3 separate regions of the Mus musculus genome follow, and regions 1 and 3 are each linked to region 2. Evidence: chromatin contacts called from public HiChIP or PLAC-seq data. All regions are on one chromosome and are shown on one strand. Each heading gives the region's core, a stretch centred on a gene start, on an enhancer-like site or on the middle of the called end of the contact. The rest is flanking DNA. Distances are from core to core; before and after follow the strand shown. Region 1 overlaps Gm14634 (predicted gene 14634). Region 2 holds the start of Med14 (mediator complex subunit 14). Region 3 overlaps Gm14634 (predicted gene 14634).

Region 1 (2,757 bases), core at 203-2,702, 33 kb after region 2:
TGCATGAGTACTTGAATTTGATCCCCATAACCCATGTAAAAATGCCAGACATGGTGGCACACTCTCAGTGCTGGGGAGGCCAAGACAGAAGGACCCCTCCGGCTGACTAGCCAGCCAGGCTACCCTACGTGGCAAACCAGTCCAGTGAGAAATCCTATCTTAAAAAACAAGATGGGTGGCCATCGTAAGGATGATGGCTAAGGTTGATCTCAGGTACCCCCACACACTTGTACACACATATACATAAAATGAAATTACTCAGGATGTAAATACTTTCTACCTTTCATGGAAAAAAAAAAAGGATGACTCAAAGGGAGGAGCCAGAAGGCCTAAGGGCAAAACTGGGAGTCGTGAGGCTTTTTTTTTTTTTTACCAGTCTCAACACTTAAAGGAGTTACTCAGCTGGGTTTTAAAACTGCTTTAGCCTAGTGCCTCTTAGGTGGGTAGGATATGTGTTAGACGGGGTCTCAAATAACCAGGCTGTCCTGGAACTCAGGATCTTCCTGCCTCCACCTCCCCAGTCTGTGCACCATGTGCATGCCTGGAGCCCTCAGAGACCAGAAGAGAGCATTGGATACTATAGAGGGAAAATAAGTTGTAGAGTCATTATATCTTAGGTGAACATCAGAATGAAGTTGTTGTTTTCTAGAAGTTCTTCGACCTTTAAGAAATTGTTGTAGAAAATAGTGATGAGGGCTGGTGAGATGGCTCAGTGGGTAAGAGCACCCGACTGCTCTTCCGAAGGTCCAGAGTTCAAATCCCAGCAACCACATGGTGGCTCACAACCATCCATAACGAGATCTGATCCCCTCTTCTGGAGTGTCTGAAGACAGCTACAGTGTACTTACATATAATAAATAAATAAATCTTTAAAAAAAAACAAAGAAAATAGTGATGGTTTTCTCTGGTTTCCAGAGTTGTTTTCCTGCGGGCGCTTTACAACCTTTGCATGCTTTAGTCAGAAGACGGTCCTGGCACACCTGGAACATCCTGCATAACTGAGTGCTGCAAACAGTGCACAGTAAGGACAGAGACTGTGAGGTGCTCCTTCAAGAACTATAGATTTGATATGAGAAACTTATTTTACCCCCAAAGCAACTTTGTGAGATAATCAATGACTATGCTTCTATACAGTAGTTTGAGGTTCAGTCCATCAGAGGCTGGACCTCCCTGCTGCCTTCAAGGCCACATTTCATCCTGGAGTGACCTGCTTTCTTTGATCATCCCATGTAACTCAGAACTGGAGTTACAGATGGTTGTGAGATGCCATGTGGGTTCTGGGAATTGAACCCAGGTTTTCTGGAAGAGCCATTTCTCTAGCCCTTTTTTGGATTTTTGCCCCTGTTGTTGTTTTTAGCCTTTGAGGGTGGTGGAGTCTCACTTAACCCATACTGCCCTCAAATTTGTGGAAACCCTCTGCCTCTGCTTCCCAAGTTCAGAGATTGCCAGTGTGAGCCTCTATGCACCACCATGAGCCTATTTTGATTTGGTTGGTTTGCATGTGTGTGTGCATGTTTACAGGGTTGAACAGAAAGTAAAGTCGGGTTTGAAACAGAAGAAAGACATGCTGCCAATTACTTGAAGCCATGTGCAAGGATCACAGTACCCTTTAGAAGCTAAGCATGACCCCTGGTGGCAGCCAGCAAGCAACTCAGGATTTCAAAACTAAAATTGCATGGAACTGAATTCTGCCAACCTAAATGGGTGTGGAAGTAGAGGTACCAGGTTTTCTGGAAGAGCCATCTCTCTATCCCCTTTCGAATTTTTTTTTCCTGGTCATTGTTTTTAGACTTTTTTTTTTTTTTTTGAGACAGTCTCACTTAGCCCAGATTGTCTCTGAGGCTACCTCGTACCAACTAGATTAGAGCTGAGGTTTACCAGCAAATAGATTTCAGCCTTGTACAATCTGAAGCAGAGAAATCGTCTGAGCCTGTCTGGACTTGTGACCTAGAAAGAAATCATTGTTGTTTTACTTGCTAAGTCTGTGGTGATTCTTTGACAGCATAGAAAATCATATATTATCTCCTCAAAATATGTTCACCACAGTTGGTATAGTTCAGTTAAGATGAAGTCACACTGGAATAGGGTGGCTGCTATCTCTTTAAACCGTTTTAGTTAATATGCATGAGAGGAGAGAGAGAGAGAGAGAGAGAGAGAGAGAGAGAGAGAGAGAGAGATCACTCACAGCACAGCACACATGTGGAGGTCTGAAGACAACCTGAAGAAGTTGGTTTTCTCCTTCTAACATGTGGGTCCTGGTGATTAAACCCAGGTCATCAGGCTTGGCAACAGGTACCTTTACCTGGCTGCTGAGCCATCATCTCTCCAGCCCATGTCTTTATAAGGGAAAGAAGGAGATTTAGACAACAGAGACACACAGGAGGAAGGAGGCCCTGTTCTCAGGTGACAGTGAGCTGCGGGGTATGCACAGAATGCCACAGAATGCAGGAGTTGCCTGGAGCCTCAAGAGGCCAGGAAAGATGTTTTTCCCTAGGGTCCCTCAGAAAGCCGGGCATAATAGCACACATCTGCAATCCCAGAATTGAGGAATCTGATACAGAGGTATCAGGAGGTGTGTGTTACATAATAAGTTCAAGGCCAACCTGAACTATATAATGAGACCATGTCTGTACCTGTAGTTAGCTAATCACTTTGTACTCCCATTCCAGAGCACCCGCATACCCGCTCAAGAGCTATCTGGATTCTCGAATGAAACACACACACACACACACACACACACACACACACACACACACC
Region 2 (2,708 bases), core at 30-2,529:
GCGTCTACATACTAACGTATTTCCCTGGAAACCTGAGGGAGCCTAACAATAGGTAAAAAGAAAACTTTTATGGACCTCAGGTAGAAGATGCTAAAGAGTTTCAAATTTTCCTAGTACCTTTTATTCACATAGTGAACCATCCGTGTAGTCGGCTTGTACTCTGAAGGTATTAACACCCTAATCACGCCCCAAGGCATTTCATAGGTAACTAGACTGAAACCCGGAGGCTCATTAGAAAAAAAGTATTCTACTTTCACTACATCCATAAAGACTTAACACGCTTTCAAATGTTGCAGAAAGAATCAGAATTTATAATGTAATTGTTTTACACAGAATCGACCTCCGGCATTTTAAGAGAAACAATTGCAACCTTCATTTAAAACATTGTCAAAAAAGATGTAAAACATTTCCCTTCGTTGAAAATCCCGTTCAGTTCGAATTCTACGTAGTCCTCAATGCTTACTCTTCGACTTAGGTTTTTAGAAAATATTCCACATAGAAATTAATACACTTCTGTTGGGAACTCAAGACAAAAATCCCAAAGACAATCTTCAGCGCAAGTGTTAACATGCGAAACTAACCAGTCTCCGTGCTTTCATCGTCAACCAGATCCCCAATAGTTACCTCCTCCCTGTCCCCAGAACCTAAACCCCATGAATTTCCAAATTCTACGCTCAGCAGCCTAGCTCAGTAAATGGCAAGCATAAGCCTCTCTTGAAGGCGGGAAGGGCAAGTGAGGAGCCGGGAAGCAGGCATGGGTTCGCAGCACTTACAAGTCCGTCAACACCATAAGCTCCGAGTAGGCCCGGTGGAGCAGAAATTCGATGAGCGTGCTAAGCCGGTATCCAGGGCTAGCTGCCGCCGCAGCTGCCGCCGCCACAGCGGCTGCGGGCGGCGGGGGAGCCGGGGCAGACGCGGAGCCGCTGCTGCTGCCTCCGCCGCCGCTGCTGCCACCGCCGCCGCCAGGAGGGATCAGCTGGTGGTTGTCCAGCTGCACTGGGGCCATGGCGGCGTACAGCCCGGCTCGGGGCAACCGCCTGAGATGCGGCCCTGGAGCCTCCTCCCGGGCTCGGTGACCGCACCGAGGCGGGCGCGGGCAGAGTGGCCGCCGCCTAGCGCCAGGCCGCCTCTGAACAGGAAGCCGAGCCCAAGCTGCGGAGGCCCGCCCCCATGTAGGGCCGGGCCGGCCGGCCGCAGGGAGGCGAGCGTGGGGCGGGAGGGCAGAGAGGCGGGCCGGCCGCCACTCAAGTGGGGAAGCTTCCGCGACTGCTCAGCGGCCGCCCGGCCGGCGGGTTATAGCGTCCATGTTGCTGGGCCGAGAGCGGAAGTCGCCAGGCAGAACGGAAGGGGAACCCGCGGGAGGCCCTTTCCAAAGGCAACCTGCGACCGTTCCCCGCGCTGTGCTGTTCTGGGGGACAGGAGGAGGGGGTGCGTGGGAGAGGGGCGGAGCCAGGAGGTGCGTGGGCGGGAAAGCGGAAAGGGGGGTGGGCGCAAGGCGCCGGAAGCCGCGCCGCCAGTCCAGCGGCCGCGTCACAGTAACGTCAGTGGTCCCTAAGCGCTCTTTTTCCCCGCCTAGGCGACCGCAGCGGGACGGTGAACGGAGAAGGGTTGGCGGAGAAACCACCCGTCTCTCCTCTCGGGGCCCCAAAAAGGCGGCCTGCGGCGACCGCGCGCTGTGACTGTCCAACGCACGCTCCGCCCATAGGCGACCCTGGCGCGACGCGTGGGAGAAAACGTTACAGTCTCTTTTTTTCCTTTTTCCTTTTTTTTTTTTGTCAATTGTGGGACAAGAGCAACGACACAATAACGTCATTTGAATGCAGTCTCCTGTGTGCCGCGCCTTTGCTGTCACCCAAAGCCCAACATTGAAACACATGTAGTCCTTAAATCCTTTGCTGGTGTTCTTGGCTTTTGTCCCTGCCCTTGCAGTAGCCGCCCTATCCTGCCTGGGTTTTCATCTTTCCAACTACAGCCTCTTTCTCCCAAAATCCACATGTTTTGTCTGTTTTCTAATCTTGGCTTCTGTTTGAAACGAACTGCAAGCCTTTAAACATGTCTGTGGGTTCCCTCCACCTCCATAGATTCGGAAGCAATTGGTCTTTCGTGATGTCTGGGCTTCGAAAGTTTTTTTGTGTGCGTTTATTTTTGTTTTTTGTTTAGTAACCTAGCTATTCTCACGCACAAGTCACGGAAAAATTAACTGTTAAAAGCGTCTATTTTTGTGACCCTACCTAAACATCGTTTTGCAGCTTCATCTCTCGCAGGTGTAACAGATGCTCATGCTGATCGTAAGGTTAGACAATTCTCTTTGTTCTCCACTTGTACAATTGCAGTGCTCTTGATTCTTGGTCTCACTGTGTTGTCGGGGCTGGCATTTTTTAGCTCTTGAGCTCAAAGTAATTGGGATCACAAGCTCCTCCACTACCTCATCCATTTTTCAGATTGATAAATCATGTATTTATGGGGTACAGTGTTAAATTGCATATGTTTATGGGGTACAGTGCATGAATACACTCCCGAATGAACAAATCGGACTCATTGACTTTGATCACCTCTCATACTTTATTCTTTGTGGTGACAGCTAGAATATACCACCACCTCCTGCCACAACATTGCCTTTTGCAGGACTAAGGATTGAATCCAACCAAATCCTTGCCTATAGTAGGCAAACATTCTGCCTTTATATCCCCAGCTATTTTTTATTGAGT
Region 3 (2,727 bases), core at 16-2,515, 51 kb after region 2:
AGACAGCTGTGAGCTGCCATGTGAGTGCTGGAAATTGAACCCAGGTCTTCTGGAAGATCAGCATCTTTACCCCTGAGCCGTGTTTACCACATAAACCACAACCTCACTATTGTTTTGATTGACTGGTCCTTGACTAAGAATGGTGAGCATTTTTTTCATTGTCTGTCTGTATGTATGTATGTCTTTCTTTCTTCATATTTCTTTTGATAACTGACCATATATTGACTGGATTATTTGTTCTGAGTTAGTACTCAAAATCAGTAAGTTTTTACCTCTTTATATATCCTGGATTTGGTCTGCTGTCATATAAAGAGTGGAAAAAATATTCTCGCATTCTTTTATTTTTTTAAGTAATGATTTTTTATGTGTGAGAGTGTTTTACTTTCATATATGTCTGATGCCCACAGATGCCAGAAGATGCTAGATGTCCTGAACCTAGAGTTACAGACAGTTGTGAGCCACCATGGGATGCTCTTTCCAGCTGTTGGAAGCCAGCTCTGCACTGTCAGGCCATGTCTCCAGCCCTCTTTCAACAGTTATTTGTTTGCTAGTTTGTTTCTTACTACATTTTATGTATTTGCTTTGTGTGTATTTGTGCATGTGTGTAGATCCTGTGACTGTCAGAGGATAACTTGAAAGATTCAATTTTCTCTTTCTGCCATATGGATCTTGGGGATGGGACTCAGGTTGTCAGGGTGGACAACAGATTACCTCACCTAATGACCATCAAGTTAGCCCCAACATGGGACATGTTTCTATTTTATTTATTTATTTATTTATTTATTTATTTGATTATTTATTTATTTATTTTTGGTTTTTCGAGACAGGGTTTCTCTCTGTAGCCCTGGCTGCCCTGGAACTCACTTTGTAGACCAGGCTGGCCTCAAACTCAGAAATCCGCCTGCCTCTGCCTCCCAAGTGCTGGGATTAAAGGCGTGTGTCACCACACCTGGCTCTCTTCTGTTTCTAATGACCTTTGTACCACTGTTAGAAAGGATCTCTCTTCTTTCATGCAAAGGTCTTATGAGCAGCCTTCTCTTCAGGGTACAATACTTCATACCACTTAGAGGAGAAAGCCACCTGCCTGGACAGCAACAGCAAAGCAGGCTAGGGAGATCAAACAGAGCATGGACTTATACCCTGAAGGAGAGAAGCTGGGGACTCAGCCGGCCTTCATTTTGCTGCTCAGACCTTATCTAGCTCACATTGTGACAGGGAGATGCCCACAGGCTATAAGGCTCATTGCCTGCACTCTTGCACAATGAGGACTCGGTCTTCACCGCAGATGTGGAGTTTCTTATCACTCCCCCAGCTCCCTAGTGCTGGAGCTTCTCCCCTGCTCCTCCCAATCCCGTGACTGCCTGTGCCTCTCTTGGACACCCTGACTGGGTACTTTAATTTACAAACTGAAAGAAGAAGGTTCTATTTCAGTTCATGTGCATGTAGTCCACCTTGGGGAAGCCATGACATCAGAACGCTGAGGAAGTTGGTCACACTGTATCCACAGTCACAGTCAAGGAGCAGAGAGTGGAAGCTGACTTCCTCCTCCCCCCCTTCTTCCTTTTTTATGGTTATTCTTGTTGTTTGTTTTTGTTGTTGAGACAGGGTTTCTCTCTGTAGCCCTGGCTGTCCTGGAACTCACTCTATAGACCAGGCTGGCCTCGAACTCAGACATCTACTTGTCTCTGCCTCCAGAGTGCTGGGATTAAAGGCGTGCACCACCCCTGCCGGATTGGTTTGCTCCTTTTTTATCGACTTCAGGCCCCAAGCCTGTGGAATAACACTGACACCACCTACCTATATTTGGAGAGGATCTTCCACCTCCATTAATCTACTCTAGATAATCCCTGAGAGCATGCCCAGCGGCCTGAGCCCTAGGTGATTCTAGATCCTGTCAAACTCACAGTATTAGTCACCACACAAGGTATTCCCAGGCTCGACTTGGGACTGACTGGTCTTTGTTTTCAGGTTCCAAGAGAAGCTCAGTCTCAGGATAGTGAGGAGCTATGTGATGGAATTCTCAGTTGCATCAAATTCACAGCATCAAATCCCTATTTTAGATTTCAGGTTTGCGAGCAATGGGTTTCTCTTGGAGCTCCATGTTTGCAGGCAAGGTTATCCCCTACTCTTAGCTGGGTGTATGGTGTTGGCCTTGATAACTGTTTTCCTTGAGGCTATCTGCTCTCTCCAGATTTAGGCTGTGCTGTGTGGCCTTGAGTTCTCAGGAAAGTGGGGCTTGGGTTGAGGGCATCTTCCTGCTTCTTCCTGAATTTCTTTCATTGCTTGCTCTGGGAAGCTCCCTTTGGTCTCTTTGACTGGAGATGTTCTCTCTCAACCGGGGCAACCTGATCTTTGTTCTCTCGACTCCTGCTATATGCAGAGCCGTTCAGAGGAAATTTCTAACCTGCCATTTTATCTTGGAAGTATCATTTTTTCTTTTTTTTTTAAAGATTTATTTCTTTATTATATGTAATTATACTGTAGCTGTCTTCAGACACACCAGAAGAGGGAGTCATATCTCGTTACAGGTGGTTGTGAGCCACCATGTGGTTGCTGGGATTTGAACTCAGGACCTTCGGAAGAGCAGTCAGTGCTCTTAACCACTGAGTCATCTCACCAGCCACCCCGTTTTTTCTTTTTTGCTTACCTTTTCTTTCTTTCTTTCTTTTTTTTTTTTAGACTGGGTTTTACTATGTAGCCTCCAACTCAGAGACCAGCCTGCCTCTG

The links. HiChIP or PLAC-seq counts read pairs in DNA pulled down with a chosen protein or histone mark.
Region 1: an H3K4me3 HiChIP or PLAC-seq map of the SCID.adh cell line shows a contact between it and region 2, with 17 read pairs. The contact joins the enhancer-like site here to the promoter of Med14 in region 2. A contact is called at or near these places in 1 of 39 promoter capture datasets (macrophages), 7 of 484 Hi-C or Micro-C datasets (CD4 T cells, CD8 T cells, the N1E-115 cell line and 4 more), 7 of 115 datasets of contacts at active chromatin or transcription factors (the 230-238 cell line, CD8 T cells, the SCID.adh cell line and 3 more) and 3 of 9 other capture datasets (adipose tissue, liver and pancreatic islet).
Region 3: an H3K27ac HiChIP or PLAC-seq map of microglia shows a contact between it and region 2, with 6 times the contacts expected there. The contact joins the enhancer-like site here to the promoter of Med14 in region 2. A contact is called at or near these places in 1 of 39 promoter capture datasets (macrophages), 12 of 484 Hi-C or Micro-C datasets (the G1E-ER4 cell line, LSK cells, embryonic fibroblasts and 5 more), 7 of 115 datasets of contacts at active chromatin or transcription factors (the SCID.adh cell line, embryonic fibroblasts, embryonic stem cells and 3 more) and 3 of 9 other capture datasets (adipose tissue, liver and pancreatic islet).

Annotation. Positions count from the first base shown.
Region 1 is chrX:12,793,434-12,796,190 of GRCm38.p6, forward strand. The region is part of intron 2 of Gm14634 (predicted gene 14634); the gene reads left to right. Among named protein-coding and RNA genes, the nearest start is that of Gm14634, 33 kb to the left of the region's middle. Within about 2 kb of position 1,453, at least 3 of the 459 cell types and tissues checked have an H3K27ac peak or open chromatin away from gene starts, as enhancers often do. A contact at or near this core is called in the SCID.adh cell line, where this site is marked.
Region 2 is chrX:12,760,694-12,763,401 of GRCm38.p6, forward strand. It overlaps Med14 (mediator complex subunit 14), which reads right to left and starts at 1,280. Exons shown (of 31, transcript NM_001048208.1): 1 at 774-1,280. The coding sequence starts at 1,006. It overlaps Gm14634 (predicted gene 14634), which reads left to right and starts at 1,585. Exons shown (of 5, transcript NR_045852.1): 1 at 1,585-2,293.
Region 3 is chrX:12,811,981-12,814,707 of GRCm38.p6, forward strand. The region is part of intron 2 of Gm14634 (predicted gene 14634); the gene reads left to right. Among named protein-coding and RNA genes, the nearest start is that of Gm14634, 51 kb to the left of the region's middle. Within about 2 kb of position 1,266, at least 37 of the 459 cell types and tissues checked have an H3K27ac peak or open chromatin away from gene starts, as enhancers often do. A contact at or near this core is called in the G1E-ER4 cell line and microglia, where this site is marked.